Regions from separate parts of the Sus scrofa genome. Here all the other regions are linked to region 4. The links are chromatin contacts, called in public Hi-C, HiChIP or PLAC-seq and promoter capture Hi-C maps. All regions are on one chromosome and are shown on one strand. Each heading gives the region's core, a stretch centred on a gene start, on an enhancer-like site or on the middle of the called end of the contact. The rest is flanking DNA. Distances are from core to core; before and after follow the strand shown. Region 1 holds the start of DND1 (dead end protein homolog 1). Region 2 holds the start of ZMAT2 (zinc finger matrin-type protein 2). Region 3 holds the start of CYSTM1 (cysteine-rich and transmembrane domain-containing protein 1). Region 4 holds the start of ANKHD1 (ankyrin repeat and KH domain containing 1). Region 5 holds the start of IK (protein Red). Region 6 holds the start of SRA1 (steroid receptor RNA activator 1).

Evidence for each region. Promoter capture Hi-C pulls out the DNA fragments that hold promoters and counts their contacts. Hi-C and Micro-C count contacts between places; a contact is called where the count stands out from the background. HiChIP or PLAC-seq counts read pairs in DNA pulled down with a chosen protein or histone mark.
Region 1: an H3K27ac HiChIP or PLAC-seq map of alveolar macrophages shows a contact between it and region 4. The contact joins the promoter of DND1 here to the promoter of ANKHD1 in region 4. A contact is called at or near these places in 1 of 5 promoter capture datasets (liver), 1 of 47 Hi-C or Micro-C datasets (heart right ventricle) and 2 of 2 datasets of contacts at active chromatin or transcription factors (alveolar macrophages and skeletal muscle).
Region 2: a promoter capture Hi-C map of fetal liver shows a contact between it and region 4, with 2.6 times the contacts expected there. The contact joins the promoter of ZMAT2 here to the promoter of ANKHD1 in region 4. A contact is called at or near these places in 2 of 5 promoter capture datasets (fetal liver and liver), 6 of 47 Hi-C or Micro-C datasets (blood, heart right ventricle, liver and 1 more) and 1 of 2 datasets of contacts at active chromatin or transcription factors (alveolar macrophages).
Region 3: a contact with region 4 is called in a Hi-C map of skeletal muscle, with 3 times the contacts expected there. The contact joins the promoter of CYSTM1 here to the promoter of ANKHD1 in region 4. A contact is called at or near these places in 3 of 47 Hi-C or Micro-C datasets (heart right ventricle and skeletal muscle) and 1 of 2 datasets of contacts at active chromatin or transcription factors (alveolar macrophages).
Region 5: a contact with region 4 is called in an H3K27ac HiChIP or PLAC-seq map of alveolar macrophages. The contact joins the promoter of IK here to the promoter of ANKHD1 in region 4. A contact is called at or near these places in 2 of 5 promoter capture datasets (fetal liver and liver), 5 of 47 Hi-C or Micro-C datasets (heart right ventricle, liver and skeletal muscle) and 1 of 2 datasets of contacts at active chromatin or transcription factors (alveolar macrophages).
Region 6: a contact with region 4 is called in a promoter capture Hi-C map of fetal liver, with 3 times the contacts expected there. The contact joins the promoter of SRA1 here to the promoter of ANKHD1 in region 4. A contact is called at or near these places in 2 of 5 promoter capture datasets (fetal liver and liver), 5 of 47 Hi-C or Micro-C datasets (heart right ventricle, liver, retroperitoneal adipose tissue and 1 more) and 2 of 2 datasets of contacts at active chromatin or transcription factors (alveolar macrophages and skeletal muscle).

Annotation. Positions count from the first base shown.
Region 1 is chr2:142,385,635-142,389,823 of Sscrofa11.1, reverse strand. It overlaps DND1 (dead end protein homolog 1), which reads left to right and starts at 2,417. Exons shown (of 4, transcript XM_003124043.4): 1 at 2,417-2,671; 2 at 2,773-2,890; 3 at 3,266-3,727. The coding sequence starts at 2,648. It overlaps HARS (histidine--tRNA ligase, cytoplasmic), which reads left to right. Exons shown (of 12, transcript XM_021084891.1): 10 at 1,080-1,196; 11 at 1,384-1,530; 12 at 1,873-2,261. The coding sequence ends at 1,944.
Region 2 is chr2:142,408,325-142,412,778 of Sscrofa11.1, reverse strand. It overlaps ZMAT2 (zinc finger matrin-type protein 2), which reads right to left and starts at 1,809. Exons shown (of 6, transcript XM_003354316.4): 1 at 1,658-1,809; 2 at 1,232-1,325; 3 at 5-128. The coding sequence starts at 1,675. LOC100521256 (probable histidine--tRNA ligase, mitochondrial) reads right to left here. Exons shown (of 12, transcript XM_013995242.2): 12 at 2,526-3,349. The coding sequence ends at 3,290.
Region 3 is chr2:141,943,524-141,947,860 of Sscrofa11.1, reverse strand. CYSTM1 (cysteine-rich and transmembrane domain-containing protein 1) reads right to left here and starts at 1,816. Exons shown (of 3, transcript XM_013995210.2): 1 at 1,433-1,816. The coding sequence starts at 1,558.
Region 4 is chr2:142,163,541-142,167,768 of Sscrofa11.1, reverse strand. ANKHD1 (ankyrin repeat and KH domain containing 1) reads right to left here and starts at 1,455. Exons shown (of 34, transcript NM_001203267.1): 1 at 1,069-1,455. The coding sequence starts at 1,359. It overlaps LOC110259509 (a long non-coding RNA gene), which reads left to right and starts at 1,665. Exons shown (of 6, transcript XR_002341945.1): 1 at 1,665-2,203.
Region 5 is chr2:142,359,064-142,363,546 of Sscrofa11.1, reverse strand. IK (protein Red) reads right to left here and starts at 2,413. Exons shown (of 19, transcript XR_001307243.2): 1 at 2,264-2,413; 2 at 1,733-1,799. It overlaps NDUFA2 (NADH dehydrogenase [ubiquinone] 1 alpha subcomplex subunit 2), which reads left to right and starts at 2,421. Exons shown (of 3, transcript XM_003124046.4): 1 at 2,421-2,689; 2 at 2,813-2,919; 3 at 4,237-4,483. The coding sequence starts at 2,589. The coding sequence ends at 4,328.
Region 6 is chr2:142,312,236-142,316,393 of Sscrofa11.1, reverse strand. It overlaps SRA1 (steroid receptor RNA activator 1), which reads left to right and starts at 1,781. Exons shown (of 5, transcript XM_003124013.4): 1 at 1,781-3,053; 2 at 3,148-3,273. The coding sequence starts at 2,855. APBB3 (amyloid beta A4 precursor protein-binding family B member 3) reads left to right here. Exons shown (of 17, transcript XM_005661738.3): 13 at 1,781-3,053; 14 at 3,148-3,273. The coding sequence ends at 2,017.

The sequences.
Region 1 (4,189 bases), core at 1,168-3,667, 220 kb before region 4:
CTAGAGTCACACGAGGAACGCCCTTGGTGGCCTCAAGCGCACCTCTGTTGCTGCTGCTCTTAAGTGGCTGATTCTAGTTCCTCCGGGGGAGTGCTCTGGCAGTCACCTTCCGCCGCCTCCCATCCTCTTCTCTAGAGTGAAAACCACTCGCGTTTTCCAGTGAGGTCACTGTTGCAGCAGGCATCTTATGTTTTAAGAACAATAAGAGGAGTTTTCCATAAAAAGATGCTGGCAGCAGCAGCAGCAGCAGCATTCTGTCTCCCCTCTACCCACACAACCCCCGATTTGTGCCTTGTGGCTGAAGTGTAAGAGTCACAGCCTCTTGACTGGACAAATAGCAAGTGGGAACTAGAACTGCCAGGGGGAACCGGCTTACCTGGGTGAGCTCAGAATGTCACTTTCTTGTGAATGCTCCTGTGGACCCATAAGGTTCTAGGTGGAGATAAGCTTGAAGTTACTATACATGAGCTACCTGTGCCCTGCATTGGGGGGGGGGGCAGGGGGGCATACCCACAACTCAAAGAAGTTCTCAGCCAGGGATCGAACCCATGCCACAGCAGCAATAACACCAACCCTTATCCCACTGAGCTACCAGGGAACTCCTGCCCTACATTATTTATTCTGGCAAGTCACACACAAGCCAGTCAGGTCATTTCTTTTTTGCTTTTTAGGGCCGCACCCGCAGCATATGGAGGTTCCCAGGCTAGGGGTCGAATGGAGCTACAGCTGCTGGTCTACACCCACAGCCACAGCAACACAGTAGCTGAGCCACATTTGCACCCTACACCACAGCTCACGGCAAGGCCAGATCCTTAACCCACTGAGCAAGGCCAGGGATCGAACCCTTGACTTCATGGTTCTTAGTCGGATTCGTTTCCGCTGCACCACAGCGGGAACACCCAGTCAGTTCATTTCTTATTCTTCTAAGAACTACTGTTTGCCCAGTTGCTAGATGAGAAGACTGGCTTGCTCTGGCAGAGTTGGGCCTGGGCTCAGAATCCTGACAAGAGCCTGCTCCGTTTGCCCACTGAAGGTCTTGAAAGGATAGCCCAGCTCCTTCTTAACTGCTTCTTTCCTAGGCGTTGGAGGAGAAGGTCCGGACCACAGAGACACAGGTGCTTGTGGCATCTGCACAGAAGAAGCTGCTGGAGGAGAGACTGAAGCTGGTCTCAGAGCTCTGGGATGCTGGCATCAAGGTAGAGGAGGCAAGCCCCAGAGTGGCAGCAGTCCAGGGCACACTGGGTACAAAGGAAATGAAAGCTTATCCATGGCGGTCCTGCCATTACTGTGACTACTCAGGGTGAAGGCCAGCTTGGGCCCCAAGGAGGTTGTCCCTGAGGACTGCAGGAGGCAGCTTTCATCTCGTTCCCCGGTCCCCTGCAGGCAGAGCTGCTCTACAAGAAGAACCCCAAGTTACTGAACCAGCTGCAGTACTGTGAGGAGGCGGGCATCCCACTGGTGGCCATCATCGGTGAGCAGGAACTCAAGGACGGGGTCGTCAAGCTGCGCTCAGTGACCAGCAGGGAAGAGGTAAGTCGCGGGCAGGGAGGCTGCAGGACCCGGGCCGTGTACCATTCGGGCAGGCCCAGGCCCAGGCCCAGGCCCATTCAAGACCGGAGCAAAAGCGCGGCATTCCTCTCAGCGCCCACTTGGAAAGGACCCAAGGGTTCAGTTGGCCCTGTGATCATGGGAGGGTAAACTCTCCCTCCCCACCTCTGCCCTCTGTCTCTCTGCCCCCCAAGAAGCACTGTCTCCCCTGAGGTGTTTGATTGGGTTCCCGCTCCCAGCTGAGCCAGGCCTGACGCTGGAGAGGGCGGGGGCCCTCAGCCAGCAGAGGATGCGCACACCACCTTGTCCCTCCGTCCCGGCCAGGTGGACGTCCGCAGGGAAGACCTCGTGGAGGAAATCAAAAGGAGAACGAGCCAGCCCTCTTGCACCTGCTGAGTAAAGCCAACCACCCGAGGAACGTGGGACTGGCACGACTTACAGCGAAAACAAAACTCTGCAAAAGTACTGAATTCAACAGCCTGGCACACTTCTGTTCCAGCAGGAAGACCCGAAGAGTGGTCAGAACGGAGACATTTTTATTACGATTATTTTATTGATAATCACAGGCACGAAGGGCCCGCTGCTACACCATTTTCCACATGAGGCCCTGGGGGCTTAGCCCTGCGTGTGCGCCTGAGGCCCGACCTGGTCTCCGCCGCCGCAGGGCCCACAGCCAGCCGCCTAAGGTCCAATAAAATGCCTCAACCACTGGAGCCGGCCTGTGTCACTGTTGCCTCGCCCCGCCTTCCCTGTCAGAGCCCGGGCCTCCCAGTGCGACCACTTCTGAGGTGGAAAACGGGGCGCGTCACTTAGAGAAGGCCCGGCGGGCTCGCCTCCGGCGTCCGCGCTGCGGCGGCCTCTCGATCCGTTTCCTAGGAGGTGGGGCCGCCCGGAGACCCACCCGCCGGGGTCTCCGGCTTCCACCTGCGAGTCGGAGGTTCCCGAGGCGCACGTGCGGCGGGTCCCCCCACCCCCTTGAGAGGCGGGGTCGTGCCCTGAGCCAATGAGCGCCTGGGGGGGTGGAGGCGTGGGGAAGCTTCCAGATAGGCCGACAGGGCGGAGGTTATAAAGGGGGCACGGGCGAGCCGGCGGGAGAGCCATGCAGTCCAAGCGGGAGTGTGAGGTAAGTGCTCGGCTGCCCGGGGCTCGCTGCGTCCGCGGCATCCCCCGCGAGGTGGGGCGGGCGCGGCGGTCCGCCCCTCCAACCTGCCCTTTCCCCCCCAGCTGTGGTGTGAGAGGGTGAATCCAGAGAACAAGGCGGCGCTGGAGGCGTGGGTCAGGGAGACGGGCATCCGCCTGGTGCAGGTGAACGGGCAGAGGAAGTACGGCGGGCCACCGCCAGGTATGCTAGTCCCGGCCCCCTCGCCTGCGGGGCCGCCTAAGGCAGCCTCGACGGCCCCGACCCGCGGCGCCTGGGGGAGGGGCTGGGCGCCACCGTCAGGAACCCCGAATTACCCGTTGCAGGCCCCGCCCCAAGCAGATGAACTTCTTGTCCGTGGGTCCCAAGCCGCCCGCCCCCTCGAGGAAGGAAGCCTGCCTTAAGGTGCCCTCCCCGCTGTTAGCTCAAGTCACCCACCTACTTAACACCAGCGGCCCGGTGGGGTTGTACCCATTTCACGGACGTGCACGACTTACCCCTCCCACGCCGGGTCCCTGAGCCGCGTCCTCAGAACCTTCCGGGGGGGTGACGGCGCCCCTCTCCACCCCTTTCCGCCAGGATGGGTGGGCAGCCCGCCGCCCGCCGGGTCGGAGGTGTTCATCGGGCGGCTGCCCCAGGACGTGTACGAGCACCAGCTGATCCCACTGTTCCAGCGCGTGGGCCGCCTCTACGAGTTTCGCCTGATGATGACCTTCAGCGGCCTGAACCGCGGCTTCGCTTACGCCCGCTACAGCTCGCGGCGCGGCGCCCAGGCCGCCATCGCCACGCTGCACAACCACCCGCTGCGGCCGTCCTGCCCGCTGCTCGTGTGCCGCAGCACCGAGAAGTGCGAGCTGAGCGTGGACGGGCTGCCGCCGGGCCTGAGCCGCCGCGCGCTGCTGCTCGCGCTGCAGCCGCTGGGGCCCGGCCTGCAGGAGGCGCTGCTGCTGCCCAGCCCCGGGCCGGCGCCCGCGCAGATCGCGCTGCTCAAGTTCAGCTCCCACCGCGCCGCAGCCATGGCCAAAAAGGCCCTGGTGGAAGGTAGGGGTGGAGACTGCGGGGGTCGCTGGTTGGGGCCAGACACGTTCTGCGGACATTCTACCTTTGCACTGGAGCATAGGTTGGCATCGCGGGTTCTAGTTGCCAGGCCTTCGGGTCAGGCCCACCCGAAGGGGCGACGGAAACTATTTGACCTCCCCCTGAATCTCCACTGATGCTGCCAACCACCGCTTAACTAAGCTGAACACAGAATGCTCTTCCTCTTTAGATATTTAAAACACTCGCTTGCCCAAGGCATTCCAGCTGAGCCTACCTCTTGCCCACCACCGAAGCTAAGCTATTTCCTCACACAGCTGTGAGAATTGATCGGCACTTAACACATTCTCTAGTTCTCGGCTAGTGTTCAAGGTAAAGGTTAGCTATTGTGATGGTTATGAGGTGTCAGAGCCTGCCTCGGCCAGTACTCCAGGGAAACTGAAGATAGTAGGTATTATGGTTCTTTTG
Region 2 (4,454 bases), core at 560-3,059, 240 kb before region 4:
TTACCCTCCCATCTCAGACTGTGGGGTAGTCTTGGTAATGACAATTGTCTTCCCGAGCTTGGATTCCAGGTCCACCTTGTAATCTCTATGCCGGAGAAGCTCTCGCTTGACTGGCTGCACGGGCTTTCCTGGAATATAATGGGGAAGGAAGTCGCTTCATTATCAGAGATCCTTAGCCAGAAAGGAAAAGAAATGCATAAAATGCAAAATCCAGAAGTCTACCTTCATTTCTTTTTTGAAACCTGAAGCAAGGGACAAAAGAGTCCCTTCTAGCAGTAGCTACAGAGAATTTCAACACAGCAAAAATGATAAGCAATCCTTAACTCCCTACATCTTTTCTCCACTTTAAAGCCAACAAGTCTATGGCGTTCCCATCCTGGCTCAGCGGAAATGAATCTGACTAGTATCCATGAGGACGTAGGTTTGATCCCTGGCCTCAGTGGGTTAAGAATCCGGTGTTGCTGTGAGCTGTGGTGTAGGCCAGCAGCTATGGCTCGGACTCGACCCCTAGACTGGGAACCTTCATATGCTGCGAATGCTGCTAAAAAGACAAAAAAGAAAAGAAAAGCAAGACCACTCATTTAGTGTTTTCAGACAGATACCCCATGTGTAACACGGCAATCTTCTGAGAGCTGGGGAAGTTTTTTAAAGAAGAACTATTATCTAGGAAATATCTGCTATATGCCAAGTACTATTGCATGAGTTACATAAAAACCAAAAGTGCTGGAGTATGCAAGTAAAGCAAAAGAAAGTACAAGTCTGAAAACAGAAAAGAAAATAAGACCAACTCCCTGACAAAATGTAAGGCACAGAGAACAGCCGTAAGCACTAGATGAAACAATCAATCCCACGTTCCCCAGGTTAAGAATCCGGTGTTAAGAATCCCACGTTCAATAGCAGCAATACACAGCAGCAAAAACACTCCACTTAACTTCTTCTGAGGATCACTACTGAGGATTCCACTGTCTTCCCTGTACTTGAGGAAAGCACTAAATGAGCCAAGCAAAGGAAGGGCAAGGAAGCAGGGAACCGCAGAGCCGGAAAGCACCTCCAAACCATTTCAGTTCATCTCCTCACGCCTATCTTACTTTTCTACCTGAGGAGCCAGGGAGGCACTATTCTGCCGGAGGTTACACAGGAAAGGGGGCAGCGCGTTTCAACCCCCCACCGACTCGCTAACCATTGCTTCGCATCTGCAGTACACTTAGCACTTGATGGAACAGGCACCCACCATCCTTCTTTTCTCTCTCTTCTGTGAGCCTCTTCTCCGCAAGCTTCTCATATTCATCTTTGTCCCACTTTCGGCGAAAGTCCAAGTTTTTTGCCTGTGGGGGAAAAGGGGCTGAAGATTCGTCGCTAATCGTGTCCGACCCCTGGACAAACAGAAGAAACCGCTCCCCAGCCGCTAAGGCGGCCCCGGGACCTGGGAAGAGCGAAGCCTCTCCGGACAGCACCGGGAGGCTGAGGTTGCCTCAGGACCCCAACCCGAGACCTTCCCGCTTCCGATGACCCTGCGCCAGGGCCTTACGGGGGAGCTCTCAAACCAAGGCGGTTAGATCGCCAGGAGGTGTCGGGAAGCCAGGCGGGTGCGGGGTATTCAGCGCCGAAAAGCCGCCCCGCACCCCCCATCCCAAGCCTCCTCACACACAACACCTACCCCGCTACCCGACGCCATCTTCACAGCGAAGTGAATGGAAAGCCGGAAAATGCCGTAAAAAGCGGCCTTGCGCCGTAAGGCAAGCCCGCCCTCCAATAAGCTTAGAGTCTCGTGTTCTAAACGAGCTAAGGACTGGAGGATTTCTAAAACAAGATCGTCGGCCCCGCCCCTGCTCCAAGGAAATGGCGCATGCGCAAGGGGAGTATGAAGCAACGCGGAAGTAAGGGCGCCTGCGAGGGTTTTTCACCCTGGCTTTAAAAACAAGCACAGATTCAACCCTTCCATTTTACGTAAGAGGAAAATGAAGTTCAGATCAGCGCCCTCCGGTCTAGTCTAACCAACCTGCGTGCACTGCCAAGAGTTTCCAAACCTTCTTAAGGCTGAAGTTCTGTTATCAGGGGCTCTAGATGCCTCTTTACCTGTGTGCACTGAAGATAGGGCCCCAGAGCTCCTAAGAGTTTGCACAGGCTGTAGTCTTCCTAATGCACAAACTGAAAGCGCTGTTTGCATTTTGTCTCTTTATCTTGAAGCAATGCTATCACCCCTTGGTTAACTCATTTTTCCTTCAACTGAGAAACATCACAATTATTCAATCTACAGGGCACAATTTAATCAACACGATCGGACCTGGGAAGGCCAGTCATCAGCAACACTCTAGGGTGAAGAACTCTAGCAAATGTCACACTACACACTGACTTAGTGAGGTGACTGTATCTCACAGCTGCGGGGAGGAGGAAGCATGGCTGTTCCCTTCACCAAAAATAAAACATCACCCCAGGGACGTTCCTCTTAGCTCACTGCATCCTCCAGTGTGCACTCAAGCGTTTTCTATGGCCTATGCAAACAAATCCCTCGATAACAAATTACCCAAGCTTCTAGATTTAATATTTTATTTAATATATTATACAACCACTTCTAGAACAGCCACCTCCACGGCAGGACATGGACTAGTTAGAGCAGGCATAGGTAATGGTCTCCAAAGTCTCAAAAGATCAGATCTCCATCTTGTCAGGTCGCCTATTAAATTCAACATTCAAGATTATTAAACAGACGGCCTCACCCTGATTAACACTGGGTAGGCTAGAGAGACGTCATATTAATATGGGCACTGCTGGGCCCTTGGGCTAGCATCTCTGTCCTCAAACAAAACAGAGAGCAGTCATTGCCCCTTCTTGCTGTTTACCAAAAACTCCCTGGACAGGCCAAGACCACACAGTGGTCAAACTGCCCAGAATTTGGTTCAGAAGCGAAGAGTGGAAGGCTAAGACATGACTTCTGATCTCAGTGGTTCAGAATCGTCTCAACCTGAGGTGACTTTCCCAGAGACTTGTTCACAGCAACCATCTTATTAGCACATGTTGGCAGCGTTCAACGGCACTGCAAGTCTGCCATCTGCCTCTGCAGTTAGAGCATGTCTCTGTCACATACCAGCCATCTGCGCCCATGCAGTATAGCTGCTCTCACTAGCCCCAGAGTCCTCAGGACCTCCTACAATTCTGTACCCAGAAAAGATGGAGGATGCGTAGGCACGAGTCAGCCATCCTGGCCAGCAGTTGTAAAGTTGTGGAACAGGAACTCAGTCCTAGATGAAACCTTTTCTACAAAGAGCAGCAGGTGGCATTCAGGCAAGGATCAAGACTCAGATAGTCGCTTCTGAATTTCAGCCACAAGATTTTCTCGCTTAATGGCCACCTGAAACATAAGAGAATCTTCATGTGACAAACTAGAGAGTGATACTAGCACCTCAGACACTGCTTTTCCAGATTCATTTAATTTGGCAACTATTCCCATGACCTATGCAACCGGTAGGGAGTCTGGGCTTCAAGCTGACCTGAAGAAGGTAGGAGCTCAAGACTAAAGGGATTCAAACACCGGATCTATGTTTATTTTATCTCCAGATACCCAAAGAGATTTCATTTGTCTTCTTGCCTGCCCAGCCATCATTGGCTACAATGGCTGCCTGGAGGGGGTACTCATTCATCTCTATCACTATAAACCCTGGAGATATTTCCTTAGCCAGAAGATACGTATTTCTTTTCTTTTCTTTTTTTTTTTTTTTTTTTTTTGTCTTTTTGCTATTTCTTTGGGCCGCTCCTGCGGCATATGGAGGTTCCCAGGCTAGGGGTCGAATAGGAGCTGTAGCCACCGGCCTACGCCAGAGCCACAGCAACGCGGGATCCGAGCCGCGTCTGCGACCTACACCACAGCTCACGGCAATGCCGGATCCCTAACCCACTGAGCAAGGGCAGGGATCCAACCCGCAACCTCATGGTTCCTAGTCGGATTCGTTAACCACTGCGCCATGACGGGAACTCCACATATTTCTTAAAGAATCTAAGAAAGGGAGAAACATTTGGTCCCTTCTATTTCTGACTGCCGCACTCACCTCCTCCCTGCTGGCCACTGAACGCAGCTTGATGAACCCTTCCTTCAGTTCTTGCTCACCAATAATGACCACCAGTGGAATACCCATGTCCTCAGAGTAGTGCAGTTGGGTTAGTAGTTTTGGGTTGTTCTTATACATCAGCTCTGCCTAAAAACAGTGAACAAAGAATAGGGACCATACAGAATTCCAGTGTGATTCAGAAGAAATGAATCCGACTAGTATCTACGAGGATGTGGGTTCAATCCCTGGCCCCGCTCAGTGGGTAAAGGATCCGGCATTGCCATAAGCTGTGGTGTAGGTGGCAGTGGAGGCTCTGATCTGGCATTGCTGTGGCTGTGGTGTAGACCTGAAACTGCAGCTCCAATTCGACCCCTAGCCTGGGAACTTCCATATGCCACAGGTGTGGCCCTT
Region 3 (4,337 bases), core at 567-3,066, 220 kb after region 4:
TCAGGAGAAGAACTTCCAGCCCTGGTGTTTACCATAGCTGGTGTTTAGGGAAATGCTGAAATTTTTTCCCTGACACTGAAGTCTTAAGGTCTCTACCAAGGGGAAAACTTGTGGGGGCAGCAGAGACGAAGGAAAGCGGAAAATTTCCCCAAACTCTTGGCCTACTTCACTGCCTGACAGCACAGAGTTGTAGCGCCGGGGGTGGGGGGGACTGTTTCTTTCCCAGGGAAGCATGAGTAGTTCAAATACTTCCGAAGATATTTAGAAAAGGGTTAATATATATACATATATGTTTTGCTTTTTAGGGCCACACCCGCGGCATATGGAAGTTCCCAGGCTAGGGGTCTAATAAGAGCTGTTGCTGCTGGCCTATGCCACAGGCACAGCAATGCCAGATCCGAGCCACAGCTGTGACCTACACTTCAGTTCACAGCAACGCTGGATCCTTAATCCACTGAGTGAGGCCAAGGATCAAACCCGCAATCTCATAGTTCCTAGTTGGATTCATTTCTGCTGCGCCACAATGGGAACTCGGAGAAAAGGGTTAACTTTTTTTTTAATGTGGGCTTCAAGATATTGTAAATCAACAATACTTCAATAAAAAAAAAGTACTTAAAAAATATTAAATGTGACCCAGAAATCTAATTTCCAGTGATTCTGAATATTATGGGGCACCTGCAAGGTCCCATTAAAAAAAAAAAAACAACCCACTATCGGAACAAGTCCTACAGGGTCCGTGGGGGGGTGCTGTTCTCTGGCTACGCAGTAGTGTGTGGTAAACACACCTTGCTCAAGTGACCTATCTTAAGACATCTTTTTACACAGCAGGATGTCACGGATCTGACTGGAAGTTCACTCTCCCCAGTTGCCACCACTCTGGATTTGTCCCCCCCTGGGCGCTGCGCTGGCTTCTCTGTTGAAGCATAAAGCAGCTGCAGCCACTTTGCCTAGTTCTCAGCAATTCCCTCAAGTGCCTTTTCCTGTACAGGATCCCTAGAGGTCCAATTCTGTTTTCTGGAGTCAAACAAATACAAGGCAAATTGGTGAGAAGTTTTAGCTATTATTTTACTTCCTCCCAGAAACCAGAAGTTGCTAAGTTTCAATATAAAATGGACAGCTGTGCCGGACAGGATCAGCACATTTCAGAGTTGGGAAAAAACCGTCAACTGCCAAATCATCCCTCTTCAATAACCAAACTATGTTTTTCCTGTTTCTCAAGAATTTAAGAAAAAAAAAAAAAATAGCCCATTAACACTTAAGCAGCCTTGCTTGAGAAGCCCACAAATTGAGGGTAGGAGGTAAGAAACGGCAACACTGTTCTCTAATTAACAAAGAGCAAGCGACTCCCTCCAGCTTCCCCCACGCCACACATTCATGTTTTAGGCAGGGATTTTCCTTCGATAACTTTCTCGCCATTAAATCTACCACTCACCTGAGGTTTGGGTTTCGCCCTGGGGATAAGACGCGTTTGAAAAACACCCTGAAACCTCAAAAAGATGAGAGCTGTGGACCAATTAAGCTCAGGGCGGGTCCGAGGGGGCAAAGCTCTCAGAGCCATTAACTCATCCGGAAAACGAGCTGCACTTGGGCGCTTCCTTCCCCCTTCACAGCAAGGAATTTTTAACAATCTGCTCGCAAAGGGCTGGGGTCATTGGCGTCTGGCTGCCTGCGCCCCCATCCCTGTCTGCTACAAACATTTCAGAAGCAGGGTTCACAGAATTCCCAAGAGACCCGAGTTCTAGGCGTTGTCACCTCTTTTCGGGGCTGTCACAACAGCCTCCTGCATGTCTCCCCAACCCCAATCCAGCCGACGCTTCAATGGCTCCCCAAGATACTCAACCCCCCCCGACCCCGAGCCGAGCACCCCGAGTTTTTCCTAAACGGCCCTAACCTAATTCTCCAAAGTCCCCCCCGCCACCCAATCGCCCTAGCTCTCGGTGCAGTAAGTCACCGAATCGTCATTCCAGCGCCAGACTCAAGGTCTCCTTCCCCGAGGTCCCCTTTTCCACCCTCTACTCTTCCAGCCCCCACCGCTGCCGGGAGATTAGTCCCCACCCCTCAGGGCTCAGCTCAGATTTCACTTCCCCCAACAGGTCTCCTCAGATCCCAATCCCCTGCTCTCAAGTCAGGATTCCTCGCCCCTCGCCCCTCCTTTTCTCAATACCCCGGTCCCTTGATCCCACCCGCGGGGCTCCCGAGCGGCCTCCCGTCCCAGCAGGCCCGACTCAGAGAACGGACTGAATTCCCCGGCAGCGCCCTAGAAACCGCAGCCCAAGGCGAAGAGATGCAGAAGCCTCCCACAGATGTCCCCCGAGACCGGGTGTGGCGAGCCTCGCACTCAGTCGGCCAACTCCTCGCAACGCCGAGCCCCTGGGTCCACCGCCCAGAGGCCCGGCCGGCGGCGCGGGAGCTTCCCAGCCTCTGCCAGCGGCCGCGATATGCCGGAGTGGGCACCGGGCCGACTGCAACCGCTTCCCCGGTTCCTGACCTCTACCCCAGGGCTGCGCGCTTCCCGGCCTGAGCCGGCCCTTCCCCGCCCGAGGCCCCGTAGCTCTCCGCGCACCCTCTGGGGAGCTCAGGAGTGAGCAACACCCCGGTAGGGCCCTGCCCGCGCCTCACTCCCTCCCGGGTCTCAGCTGGGCCGGCCTGGGCTCCGCTGCGCCTCACCTTTCCTCTCTACGAACCCGCCGGGCACTGGTTCGGCTGGGACCGAAGGGCTCGGACGAGACCGCACAAGTTGTGCCGCACCTGCTAAGGAACAAGTGAGGAGCCTGGGCGCGCCTGACGTCACGACCGCCGCGAGCGAGGCGAGCTCCGAGTCACCTGATCACCCTGGCAACGCGCGCGGGGGCGGGGCGAAGAGGGGGCGGGGTCACAGCGCGAGCCCCGCCCCCAGCGGCCGGGCCTCCGGGCGCGCTCCCGGGCGGTTGCCGGCGCGGGAACCCGAGTTCCGGCCCTGGCTTCCCTGCTTGGTCTTTGAGTTGGGATGGATCCCTGAGACTCCAACAGGCACGCCCCTCAGTGTTGAGAGACACCAAAAATTACCCTCTTGCCGCCACTGCAAGTGCCCGAAAGGCGGGGCCTGTGTCCCCAAGGCACCCAGTTCAGTGCGTGGCACTCAGGATTCCCTGTGGGCTGCGCTTCCTGGTATCTCCTCTGGTCTAGAGCCAGCTAGGTTCAGGGGTTTACTCCGCGAACTGTACTTGGGAGGGATGCGGCCAAGGCTGATAACTGGTTTGCTTTCTAGCAACTTTCTCCATAAACCCCCAGTCTTTGCTAGATAATGTAATAAGACTGCTTTCGTTCAGGAGAGGGGAAGAGACGGGCTGTCGCCCAGGCCCAGATTTTCTGTCCTGCAAGCCTCCTTCTAATCCAACAGAATGAGAAATCACTGCAACACTCTCAGAGCAAAGCCTAGGACAAGCCCGAAAGTCCTACTTGGAAAGATATTTTTATTGTTTTTCAGTTTAGAAATTGATTTTCTCGTAGTTCCTGACATGGCTCAGCAGAAACGAATCTGACTACCATTCATAAGGACGCAGGTTCGATCCCCGGCCTAGCTCAGTGGGTTTAGGATCTGGTGTTGCTGTGGCCTATAGTGTGGGTTGCAGACACGCTGGGATCCTGTGTTGCTGTGGCTGTGGTGTAGGCCTGCGGCTACAGCTCTGATTGGACCCCTAGCCTGGGAACCTCCATATGCTGTGGGTGCGGCCCTAAAAAGCAAAAAAAAAAAAAAAAAAAATGATCTTCTCTTCAGTGTTCTCCCCTTGCTCACTATAATCCTGTCTGCACCTCTGTGACCTTCCAGTCACTGGCCATAGAAGCAGCTTCAAAATGAAAATTCAACACCTCATGGAGGTCCTGGCCGGAGAGAGCGTCTGTTTATTTCAGTCCTTAACTTCTTTTTGCTTGAGCTCCAGTTAAGGTTACTCTCCTATTCCCTGCACCGCTATGGAGGTTTCATGCATGTCATCCCTCCCTCTCAGACTATGGGATTTTAAACCCAAGAATTACTCTATAAACAGCTTCTAGGGAGCATGTCTTGAGGCCTGGCAATAGGCAATGCCAGGCTGCTTGGGGCACAATCCTTGAAGATCAGGAGTTTATGGATGTTGTTTACCTGATAGTTGTAAGTGACACTTTTTTGCTTTTTATACATTTATTTTTAAAAACAAAATTAGCATATACATGGGAAAAAAGACAATGGCGAAAGCTAGAGAAGAATCGTGGCTCCAGACAGAGATGCATTGATAAGAGAGGAGAGGTCTGAAACCTGAGCCGAGGTCCCGAAGGGCAGAGACTGGGAGGCGGGAAGATGCTGGGAGCAGGGCAGGGGC
Region 4 (4,228 bases), core at 206-2,705:
ACAAATAGTTTCCCCTTATTCCTCTCAAATACAGCAGCCAGGATGGTTGTACACAAAGAGAAATCCCTGTACTTTAACACCAAGATCAGAGGTTAAAATGATTAGTCGTGAGGGATGAGCCAGGCACCTTAGAACTAAAATAGAATACTCTGAGCCCTTAGAACAAGAGTCATCACAGGACAGCCCAATACCCAAGCCATAGTCAAGAGAAATAAGCACATATATAAAAGATCTCCTTTTGCCCTAGAGCCTAAAAGATGATGCCTACCATTCGAGGCTGCCTAGACCTAAAAAGGCCCGGTATACTCTTAAAAGAAATGAAAGATCTGATAACATGTTGCCCTCACTGCAAAAGATGTCCATAGCGAGCCTCCCCTTCTCCAAGCCTAAAAATCTCCCGGGTTCAGCTATCCAGCTGTTGGGAAGCTCAGGGGTGCACTGGAACTTTCTTTTCCTGTCTAACTTCACACACAGTCCCAGGTGCAAGATCCACGTGATTTTCCAACGCAAACGCAGACAGCGCCGTAGTACTCACCTGCCTCAAACTCAAGAGGGGGACGGAGAACCCTCCCTCAACCCACAGGACACATAAAGTCCAGCCCTTCGACTCCAGCAAAGACTCAGCAGAACGGGAGTGCTCCTGGAGCCAGCAAGCTCGCTCGCTCTCCGTCTCTGCCCGAGTCTCTCTCCTCGCCCTCGCCCTCTCGGTCTCGCTCTCTCAGTACCAAGGGCAGGGACTCTGGCAAGACCCCGCCCCGCCCCAGCGCCAAAGCAGGGTGGGCGGGAGGCAGCCCGAGGAGTCCCGGTTCCCGCGCGAAGCTCAGAGACCAAAAGACTCCCTATTGTGGGTCTACGGATGGTGACGGGAACCGGTCCGGCTCGAGCCGCGGGCTGGAGAGTGAGCCGAGGGCGCACTAGGCCTGCACCGCTGCCACTGCCGCCATGGAGCCGATCGCTGTCAGAGAACGACTCCGCCCGGGCAGCGGGAGGGTGGCCCGGGGCCCTGCATTGGCCCGGGGAGAATTCATGCCTCAAGCTGTGTGGGAGGCGGGGGTCCCGGAGCCGTACCTCGGACACCTCGTCCTCGTCGCTACCAGAGGCACTACCTCCTCCCCCGGTCCTCAGGACGGCAGCCGCCAACTTGAAATCCAGCGCCGCGTCCCCTCCGCCCGCACCGCTGCCGCCGCCACCGACTCCCGGAGCGGGCCCGGCCTCCCCAAAGAGTCTCACGGTGCGGATTCCCAGCCCGACCCCTCCCGGCGGAGGCGGCTCCGAGGCCCCGGCTGGGGCGGATCGTGGAGCCACTGAGTCCAGGTCCTCCTCAAAGGAGGTGCCGCCGCCTCCGCCGTCGGTCAGCATGGTTCGCACGCGGAGCCGGAGACGCTGCCGAGTCACTCGCGGCCGCCACCGCCGCCGATCCCGGGAACGAGAGGAGCAGCAGAAGGAAGAAGTGTCTCCTTCCCCCCCGTCCCAGCAGCGCCACTAACTTCTCACTGCCTAACCTGCTGCCTCCCGCCCCTCACACTCGCCACTGGCTGCAGCTCCCCAGCGGCTGCAGATCATTGGCCAAAGCGACCCGTCACTCAGGCTTCTCGTCACGCGCTGCTCGCTGGCTCGCGGCCCCCAAGCTGCGTTGACCCGCGCAGGCCTAGGCGGTTGCGAACACCCGCCTCCGATTCCCCACGCGCCGACTTCCGGTCTTTTTCTAAGTCTATTGGCCAGCCTCTCTGACTATCGCGTCACGACCTTAAAGTGGATTAGTGGGCCTTGTGGTCAGGCACAGTGACCCCTGACAATGGGAAACTTCATTCGTGCCACAAAGTGTCGATCACTTTGTCACAGGACGTCGCGTGGAACAATTGGCCGGTAAGGGTACCATTCATCCCGCCCCCATCCGAGGTGACGGGAAAGGGTTGGGGAATTTCCACTCTTGATTAAATTGACGGCTGAAGTGACGACCTGCAAGCACTGGTGCTTTCTGGAGTAAATTCACCCAGCACTTGGGGAGGCTTGTACGTCAAGGGTGCCAGAGGCGCGGAGGCAACGCAGCCCCCACCTGTCGCTCCCCGCCAGGCGCGGAGAGTTGCTGCACGGGGATTGGAGGGAAGAAGCTATCAGTCTCCGCTAGGGTCCGCCTCCCCGCCAGTCCCTGGTTGGAGGAGGGGCGCGTCAGTCACTAGAGAGGTCGCCGCCTCTGGGACAGGTGAGGCTGGCTAAACTCCTTGCCTCGGGTTTTTGCCGCGGGAGTAGGGGGCTGGGGGAGCGGGCCGCGCTGTTCCCGCCGCGCGCCTCGCGCCTTTCGGAGCGGAGCCAGGCCGGCTGAGCTGAGGGGGCCAAGGAGACGGCTAAGGATGGCCGCCGGGAGGCGATTCGGCCCGCCCGCGTGCCAGGACGTGGCTGGGCGCGGCATGTGTACAGCCCGCGGGCGGGGTCGCCCCGCGGGACCGCGTTCAGTTGCCTGTGGGAGCGGCGCGACTGAGGGCTGGACAGCGCCGTGCCTCAGTACCGGGAACTGTCCCACGAAGGAGGGTGCGAGGGCCGCGGATGTCGAGCGGAATCACGCCGGCGGCGGGCGGGGGGCGGGGGTTGGGGGCTGAACGCCGTGGTTAAGGCTGCGTGTTCTGCAGCAATTTCGAGGTCTGCTGCCGCCCCTTAGTTACTGGGTGACCTCTGGGCATTAGTTGTTTAGTCTCTGTGACTGTGACTTTCAGTTCGCCTGTTTGTAAAATAGGGGTACCTACCTCATGGGATGGTTGTTATAAATAAATTGGTACTACCATCAGGTGCTTCACAAAGTTAACTTCGAGTTAACTAGCAAAAGTGAGTTCGTTATGTCGTTACTTACTCTTCTTTTAAGAGTCCTCCACCAGCCTCTGGCACCTGCCAGGCAGACTAATTCTTGTCAGGTCTCTGTGATGCAAAACAAGGCTAGCCAAGGGGGTGTCCCCTACCCCCTAAGGATCCCTCTCCACCTCTCTTATCTCTGTCTCTCTATCACCTTTGTCAATAAAGAGGGCTTTAAAAATACCCATGCTCTAACTAATCCTAAAATCAGAGATCACAAGAAAAAGCATTTGTTGAAGTTTGTGTGGCAAATGTTCTTTGTCCCAGAGAATGTCCACATGAGTTTTAGCCAAGAAAGATTGGCTAAAAGCAAAAGATTGGGCATTGTCTCCTCTCTTGCAACTTTAACAAAGGGTTTTGTATAACTTGTTTGGGTAACTTTTAATATTTCACCTCCCTTGAATTGGAATCTGAAATTTTTATAAAAAATGATTTTTAAAATGACGTTAAAAATTGATTCTAAAAAAAAATTAATTAAAAAAAAAAAAAACGGAGTTCCCGTCGTGGCGAAGTGGTTAAGGAGTCCGACTAGGAACCATGACGTTGCGGGTTCGATCCCTGCCCTTGCTCAGTGGGTTAACGATCCGGCGTTGCCGTGAGCTGTGGTGTAGGTCGCAGACGCGGCTCGGATCCCGCATTGCTGTAGCTCTGGCGTAGGCTGGCGGCTACAGCTCCGATTAGACCCCAAGCCTGGGAACCTCCATATGCCGTGGGAGCGGCCCAAGAAATGGCAAAAAGACAAAAAATAATAATAATAATTTTTTAAAAAATTGATTCTGCCCATGTGAAGAGTGTTTTGAAGAGTGTGAATATCCCTTTGGCTGGTAAATACTCATTTTGGCATTTCACATGCAGACAAGTGACTTTCCTATGAGCAGAAAGTTTTAGGTAAATATTTTCCTTGATAATAAGTTATAGAAAATGGGGGAAAGTATCTTTTCTAGAAAACTCTTTTGATGTAAATGCCATATACACTAGCTTTAGTTAGAATCTGTGGACCTGATTTAGCTCCTGTCTTTAGTCACAACCCAAAGTAATAGCACCCACAAAAGAAACCCAACACTGCCCAACCCACTTCAAAGCTGGATTATCCAGAATTGTTATGGCTACATCCTTAGGCAAAAACAGGTATTGACTGGTACAACATTACAAAATAACTACTTGTCATTCCTACCAGTAATACAAAATAATTTATGATGCAGCTCCCTGAAAAATATTCATTAAACGAATGTAATAATCTTCAGAACAGAGAGAAAGGAAATCTGAAATATATATTTTCCCCAGCATATTTGAGAGAAAAATACTCAAATACTCCCTAGCAACCACCCTTGAGTATAGCTGTGGAAATATGATTGGACAATAATCTTTATTTCACCAGGACCTT
Region 5 (4,483 bases), core at 1,164-3,663, 190 kb before region 4:
AAAAGACACACACACAAAAAAATGCCAGCATTCGTTCGGCGATGAAAAGAAAGAAAAGGAAAGGTGGGAGGGAGGAAGGAGGGAAGGGAGGGAGTAAGAAAGGCAGAAAGAAAAAAATTAATTCAACTCTGACTACATAGGGACAATTGGGAATGTATAGAAAATTACTCGATTAGACATCTAAGAGAGGGGTGGAAGAGGAATTTGATTAGATAACAAGGAAAGATGAATGATTGGATTTCCTTGATTGATGGATGGAATTGTCCATAACCAGGCAGGATCCTTTGCTAAAACTAGGTTCAGAAGGCCAGGTCAAAAAGAGAAGCCTTCTAGCACAACATTTTATTTATTTTTCTTTTTTTGGTCTTTTTGTCTTTTTAGGGCCACACCCACGGCATATGGAGGTTCCCAGGCTAGGAGTCTAATCGGAGCCGTAGCTGCCAGCCTACACCAGAACCACAACAACACCAGATCTGAGCCGTGTCTTCTACCTACACCACAGCTCATGGAAATGCAAGATCCTTAACCCACTGAGCAACACCAGGGATTGAACCTGCAACCTCATGGTTCCTAGTCAAATTTGCTTATGCTGCGCCATGACAGGAACTCCCACAACATTTTAAATCAACTATATTTCAATAAAAATTTTTTTGAAATTAGAAGCTTTGGAGAGTGGTGAGGAGGGAATCCTTGTCACGGCAATGAAAATAACCACCAAGATAATGAGAAGGGGAAAAAAAAATTAGGTGGCAAAATGATATCTATACAATATAACACTGCTTAATTTTATTTATTTATTTATTTTTTTGTCTTTTTGCTATTTCTTGGGCCACTCCCACGGCATATGGAGGTTCCCAGGCTAGGGGTCGAATCGGAGCTGTAGCCACCGGCCTACGCCAGAGCCACAGCAACGCAGGATCCGAGCCGCGTCTGCAACCTACACCACAGCTCACAGCAACACCGGATCGTTAACCCACTGAGCAAGGGCAGGGACCAAACCCGCAACCTCATGGTTCCTAGTCAGATTCGTTAACCACTGCACCACGACGGGAACCCCACACTGCTTAATTTTAATATTTTAACTCACAAAGCAATGTGTTTTACTCAGATATGAATGCATGTATATAAATACATTTTAAAAGAGTAGGAAGGAAAGATACATGTAAAAAAGGTAATGGCGGTTACCTCTAAGAAAGGCACTGGGATTGGGGATGTCAAGGACATTATCCTTACTCTGATGTTTTAATTTTCTAGAAGAATTAATTCCTATATAATGTATAATTAAACATCAATTTTGAAAACTATCACTTTCTGGAGTTCTTCTGTGGCACAGTGGGTTAAAGATCTGACGTTATCACTGCAACCAGCTTGCGTCATTACTGTGGCACAGGCTCGATCCCTGGCCTGGGAACTTCCACATGCTGTGGGTATAGCCAAAACCAATTTGACCCGTAGGCTGGGAACCTCCATATGCTGCAGATGCAGCCCTAAGGCCCTAAAAAGACACATACACACATAAAAGAAACTAGCACTCTCCCTGCCATAATTTCCCCTCTAGTAGACTTAGGCAAGTGGTTGGCCTGATCCAGCTACAGTTTGCGGAGGTAAAGGGGCAAGTGATACAATTTTTTGACCATCCTTGCTGACAAAAGATTCAGAGTTCTTTCATTATCACCACCATCACTTTACTCATTAACTAGCTCATTCCCGTGGTTCCACATAAAATACTCACTGGTGGAAGGAGTGAGGATCGTCCACATCATGGCCGTCTGGGGCCAACGGGTTAGAGAACGGCTCGCCTAAGAAAAAGAATTAACATTAATTGAATTAATCTCCTTCGTGTCTGGTCCTGTGCAAAAGTTGGGGACCTAGATGTGAACAACACACGTGTTTTCATGGCAAGTTGCTCACAATCTAGTGACTTATGACAACTCAATCCAATGATGCAGGATGAGCAGAGACTTCCTGAAGATGACATCTAAGATTACTACCCGGAAGATAAATGACCGTAAGCGAAAATCAAGTGATGGGGATTCGGGGTGGTTCACAGATAAAACTCATCGGTCGTAGCTTCGACCAAGGACAAGATTTAGGAACAGAGCTGGAGCTGCCCGGCCTCGCTCGGGGCCCGGCTGCTTCGCCAAGCTCCCAGGCTCACTACACCCTCACACACGCACACCCAGCTTAAACTCTAAGGCCAAAATAATGCTCCAAGTGTCCCGAGTCCCCGCGGGGAAGAAAGGGCAGATGATCCGAGCCTTACTGTCTCGCTCCGGCATTTCGTCGCGTCGTTTCAACCCCAACAACAACAACGGAAGAGTCGACAACAACACAGGCGCGACTGGCGCTTCCCCACAATGCACCTCAGGCGTCCACCCACAGTGCCTTTCGTCCCCGAGCCAATCCGCACCAGCCGCAGGCGGAGAAATCCGAGCCAGAGGTGACCCTGCAATGCTTTCATGGCATTGGCTGTGCTTGGCCCCGCCCCCTACGTCAGCCAGCCTATCGCGGGGCTGTAGCGTCCGAGGTTCCTCTGACAGGATCCCCTGGCCGGAAGGTCTCCGCGGGTTGATTGGGTTCTAGGGGAGATGGCGGCAGCCGCAGCGAGTCGAGGTATCCGCGCCAAATTGGGCCTGCGGGAGATTCGCATCCACTTATGTCAGCGCTCTCCCGGCAGCCAGGGCGTCAGGTGAGCCGCAGCCTGGTGAGGCGGGCGGGCTTCGGGGCTCCGGGGTCACGACCTCGACCCCCCGGGTGTTATGGGGAGGCCTACGCCCACACCACATGGGCGGTGCTCTCTCCGGCCCCGCAGGGACTTCATCGAGAAACGCTATGTGGAGCTGAAGAAGGCGAACCCCGACCTGCCCATCCTCATCCGCGAGTGCTCTGATGTGCAGCCCAAGCTCTGGGCTCGCTACGGTGAGCGTGGGACGCCGGGGGCCTGGGAACAAGGGTTCTGGATGAGAAAGGGCCGCCCAAGGTCACGCAAAGCCTGTAGAAGGACTGGAACTCCGACTTCAGCCTTGCTGTTGACCTTGTTGCAGATAAGGAAATATACATTCGCAGAATTATAGGATGCTTCGTGTCCCAGGTAACGTCTGTATGGAGGCGTGCCCTGTCCTGCATAGGGGACAAGGATCTGTCGTTTTTGTAATCCTGAACAGGCTTCAGATAGGGGAGGAGATGCGGGTCAGTTACCGATCAATGTAGGTCCTTCCAGATTATGTGCGCTCAGTGCCAGTCCAGGTGGAGTGTATAAGAATCTCAACAGTAAAAACCCAGAATAATGACTGTGTTGAGTGCTTACTGTTAGGTCCTATGCTGAGTGCTTTCCCGCCCAATCTTCATTAAGTAGATGATGGGTAGATTCCTTTTTCTCTTTGTAGAGATGGGAAAGCTGAATCAACAATGTTACAGGACATACTCAAGGTTATTTAGCTAGGATGTGTAACAGGGTTGAGCTTGTTCCCCCTTCCCCACTTCTGTCATGCTTCCTTCCATGGCTGGTTCTTTGTTATAATTAGGTTACTTTCCAGGTCTGAATTTATCTATTACCTCCTCAAAAAGGCATTGCCTGGCCAGTTAGGAAACACTGCCCCTCAGCCCTTTTTAATCATATTTCCCTATTTCATTTTAGCACAATCTGAAAGTCTCCCACATAGCAGGCACACCGTGTTTATCTTTACTGAATAATGGTATTTTTAACCACAGCTTTTACACCTTGTCCTAGAAGTGTCTGCGGGAAGGTGGGGAGTCACACCCAAGACAGATGAGTTCTAATAATGGACACCTGCAGTATGCCGTGCACTAAAAATTGTTTGGAGGAGGGAAAAGGTTCTCCTTCCAAAGCCAGTAGACTAGAGATGAACAGAAATAACTACATTAAATGGACTATAGGAGCTATTAAATGAGCACTAGTGAAATGCAGGCCCAGGCAACGCCCTGTTCACAATGGTTAATAATGAATGCCTATTAATGTCCCTTTAAAGCTTCTGTTAAACACTTTCCTTCTCATTATAACTGCCTGGAACCAGCCAGAATTCTCTTTGTACCTGGACTTTCTAGATGTTGCTGAGACCCACTAAAATCCTAGGCATGCCAGATACACCTTATCTCTATTTATCTCGTTTCTACACTTCCTAACAAGACTGTAAGTTGAAGACACAGACCTTTTAAGCTACTTTGGTAGCCCCTACAATGCAGAGTGGATACTTAATCGCCTCCCTCTTTCCTTAGCATTTGGCCAAGAGAAGAATGTCTCTTTGAACAACTTCAGTGCTGATCAGGTAACCAGAACCCTGGAGAATGTGCTAAGTGGCAAAGCCTGAAGCCTCCACTGAGGATTAAGAGCAAAAGCCCCAGCGCCAGGACTCTGCTGGACTGAGCACAATGTGGAGAAACGTGTTCTGTTCTTTATAAAGCTTGTGCTGAAAGTGCCGCCTCCGGATGTTTTGTTCCTTGTTCCACCCTCTACCCTGTATTG
Region 6 (4,158 bases), core at 532-3,031, 150 kb before region 4:
GCAGGGATTAGGTGGGGCCTGTGCCTTGCAGGGTAAGCATTGTTTTTCCTGTTGCCTCTCATTTAGGTGGGTTTTTTTTTTTTCAGTCTTTTTGCTTTTTCTTTTCTTTCTTTCTTTTTTTTTTTTTTTTTTGTCTTTTTGCTATTTCTTGGGCCGCTCCCGCAGCATATGGAGGTTCCCAGGCTAGGGGTCGAATCGGAGCTGTGGCCACTGGCCTACGCCAGAGCCACAGCAACGCGGGATCCGAGCCGCGTCTGCGACCTACACCACAGCTCACGGCAACGCCGGATCGTTAACCCGTTGAGCAAGGCCAGGGATCAAACCCGCAACCTCATGGTTCTTAGTCAGATTCGTTAACCACTGTGGCACGACGTGAACTCCTAGGTGGTTTTCTGGTATCTGTGGGCATTTGACTGTGGGATATTTGCACTCAGTTCATTCCACTTGATTCACTCAAATATGAGTGCTTGCCAGAACTCAACCACACTTGACCCTGGGAATTGAGGGGTCCAGAGGGCACAGCCTTTGCCCTCACAGAACACTTAGAGTGGAGACAGACCAGAAAGTAGTTGTATGCCACAGGATAACAGAGGACATGGCCCCTTTGGGGGTTTCAGAAGGTCCCTGGAAGAGATGATAGGAAACTGCGAGTTGAAGGTCCAAGGAGGGAAGTTATCTGGGGAGGGGGAGGGGAACCACAGCTGCGAAGGTGGGCGGGGCGCCAGTGGGTTAGAATATCGGAAAGAATCTAGTGTATCTGGGGTGCATGGGGTGGGGGGTGGTGTGGAGTGAGAGATGAGGGCAGAAAGAATGGCAGAATCCAGGTCAGGGAAGAATTCACAGGGTGGGGTGGTGAGTTTCTCTTGAGGCACTTGGAGCCGTGGAAAGGTTTTGATCAGGACAGTGAAGTCAAGTTTGTGGGTTAGGAAGATCATGGAAGCTAGAGCATGAGTAAAAGATTTGGAAGACACAACTGAAGAAGTAAGAAGACCATTTAGAACTGTGTTGAGTCCAAATGAGAGAGGACTGGGGCAGGAGCACTGGGCCGGGAGAGGAGGTTGTAAACTGCCCTTGACTAGTAAGTCTGCTTCACCAGGGGCCAGTCCACCACAGGGAGAGAGAGAGAGAGTCTCAGTAGTAACCAACCCGACTAGTGTCCACGAGGATACAGGTTCGATCCCTGGCCTTGCTCAGTAGGTTGAGGATCCGGCGTTGCTTTGACCTGTGGTATAGGTCGCAGATGCAGTCAAGATCTGGTGTTGCTGTGGCTATGGTGTAGGCCGGCAGCTGCAGTTCTGATCTGACCCCTAGCCTGGAAACTTCCATATGCCACAGGTGCAGCCCTAAAAAGCAAGGGGGAAAGACAAAAACAAAACAAAAAAAAAATGAGCACAGGCCCTGCAGTCCGAATTAGTTTTGAATTCTAGTTCTACCAATTTCTGACAGGGTGACTCTGGGCACATCATATGTTCTCTGAATCTCACTTCCACCTTTGCAAAATAGTGCCAATACCTGATACACACCTAGATCAAGTAGATTCCACATAGCACTTAACACGGTGTCACCTAACACGGTGTCAAGCCCTCTGTAAATGTTCAGTCAATGTCCAGTTTCCAGCTTCTGTCATTGAGCCTCTTGTGGATGCTGTGGGGAGTCCAGGTGTGGTAGACTCCCAGCCTCATTTCATACCGAAGCCTTGGCCAGTTCCCTGTCTTGCAGAAGCTTTCCGGGAGTCTGCGAGTGGGAAGGAGCTGGACCCTCATATTCTCCTTCTCCCCAGGTTCAGTACCAGAAGTGTCTTGTGGCCTCTGCAGCTCGAGGCAAGGCCTGGGGTGCCCAAGCCCGTGCCCGCCTGCGGCTCAAGAGGACCAGCTCTGTGGACTCCCCAGGAGGTCCCCTGCCTCTCCCCTTGCTCAAAGGAGGGGTTGGGGGTGCAGGGGCAGCCCCTCGAAAGCGGAGTGTCTTCTCCTTCCTTGATGCCTTCCGGCTGAAACCCTCTCTGCTCCACATGCCCTAAGTTAATCAGGGAGGACTGGGGAAGGAGGCTCTGGGTCCAGGCCCAGCTCTATCCCTTCATTCCCCAGGGACCTGCAGCCTCTCACCCATCAGAGCCTTTTCTGCCTGCCCCACTGACCCTTGTCCACTCTCTATTTATTGTTTATATATGGATGATTGAGAGGCCCTGCACCACAACCTAGGCCCCTGGCTCTCCTCTCCCTGGGTCCTTGTTCTTGCCCCTCTTAAACCCTGGACAGTTGGCTCTACCTCAGCAACACTTTATAACAAAATCAGTACAAATAAAAATCCCTCAGTGACCTCACTGGATGTAAGTATATTGGGCCTGGGACTGGGTCGGGAGTTAACCTGTAAGAGCTGAGTGTCTGTGAATGTTCTTGGTGTTGGTGGCTGCCTGTAGTCACGTGAGGGCATGGGTGTGTTGGCAGTCTGACTTCATTCATTTAACAAATGTGTTTTCTAAGGTCTTCTCTGTGATAGGCACTAAGGTCAGCACTAAAATAGGGGCTCCACCTTCTGAGACTGTATAAATGAGTTAAATAAACAAGCCAGAAAATAATACGTAGTGCAACTAGGAAATCTCAGAGGGTTGTGGGAGCTCAGGTTAGACCCTGAACCTGGCCTGAGGCATTACTAGGCTTTCTGAAAGTGTATTCCAGCCTAGAGAGTGTAAAATGTTCAGCGCAGTGGACAGAGGTTCTGGAAGTCCACTTGGTTAGATCATGGTGGGGCAGGAACTTTAGCTTAAAGTTGCTCCTGAGAGCACCTGTGAGATTCGGAAAGACGGGACCCACGGAAACCCCCCTCATTGGTACTACTTGGTCAGGAGCACACATTTATGAGTCCCTTAGGGAGTTGGAGCAGGGTCTTCACAGCGCCTCCCAGCGTTTCGGCACAACCCTCCAACCTGGAGAGCGCCAGGCAACCAGCTCTGCTGGGGGCGTGCTTGTCAGCGCTGCCTGTGCCCGCCCCGGAAGTGACGTGCTGCCCCGCTGGCCGGGCGGAAGTGGAGATGGCGGAGCGGTACGTGAAGCCGGGTGAGCGCGGCAGGAGGGCTGGGGCGGTTTACCGCGCGGAGTGGGGCTCCCTGTCTCCCTCGAGCTCGCCTTACGCATCCTATCACCTTCGCAGGCAACAAGGAGCGCGGCTGGAACGATCCGCCGCAATTCTCATACGGGCTGCAGACCCAGGCTGGCGGACCCAAGCGGACGCCGCTCACCAAGAGGGTTGCCCCTCCCCAGGATGGATTGCCCAGAGGTGCGTAGGGGCCCTGTGCGTGGAGACCCGCCGAGAATGGGCCCGGGGATAAGCTTGTCCCATGGGCCTTTTTTGCTTTTCCGAGGACTACCTGGAGAGGTTGGAATCCCAGAAAGGGGATCAGTTCAGGCCCTTTTCCTAGTGCTTTCTCTACTGTCCAGGTAAATAATTGGTATATTGGTCTCAAGAGAATCCTTGCTTTCGCCCTGGGTGATCTCATGCAGACCCATAGTTTTAAATATAGATTTGATTGCCAAGTTACTTTCAAATTTTATTTCCAACCTGGATCTTTTCTCAGAGCCCCATTGTGGTATATCCATTTGTCTGTGCTGTTTACTTGGCTATATAAGCATCTCAGACTTAATGTGTTCTTTTAATCAGTATCATCTACCGAGCACCTACTGAATTTGAAGGCAAAATGGACAGCAGTGAACAAGACCAGAAGTTTCTGTTTTCATGGACTCCACACTATAGTTTTGGAAATAGATGAAACAGATAAGGGTCTGCAGAGAAATAAAACAGGGTGACGGTGTAACCAGGGTATCTGAGGGGCTGTCATTTAAGCCGAACTCTGAATGATTAAAAGCCAGCTACCCAAAGCTGGTGCAAGAGTATTCCAGGCATTGGAAGCAGGTACTGCAAAAAAGAAGCCCTGAGATAAGTTGTGGCAAATTCAGACACTGAAGGAATATCTGATGGCTAGAGCAAAGTGGGCTAGGGATAGAAATTTAAGATCTGAGAAGTAGGCAGGGGCTGATCATAGTGGGTTTTTGTAAACCAGGATATGGACTTTGTATTTTAATGTACTGTAAAGTTGGAAGCCATTGAAAAATCGGAAGTAGAGGGCATCCTTTCCCCCGAGTATTTCCCATGCCAGGTGGATCT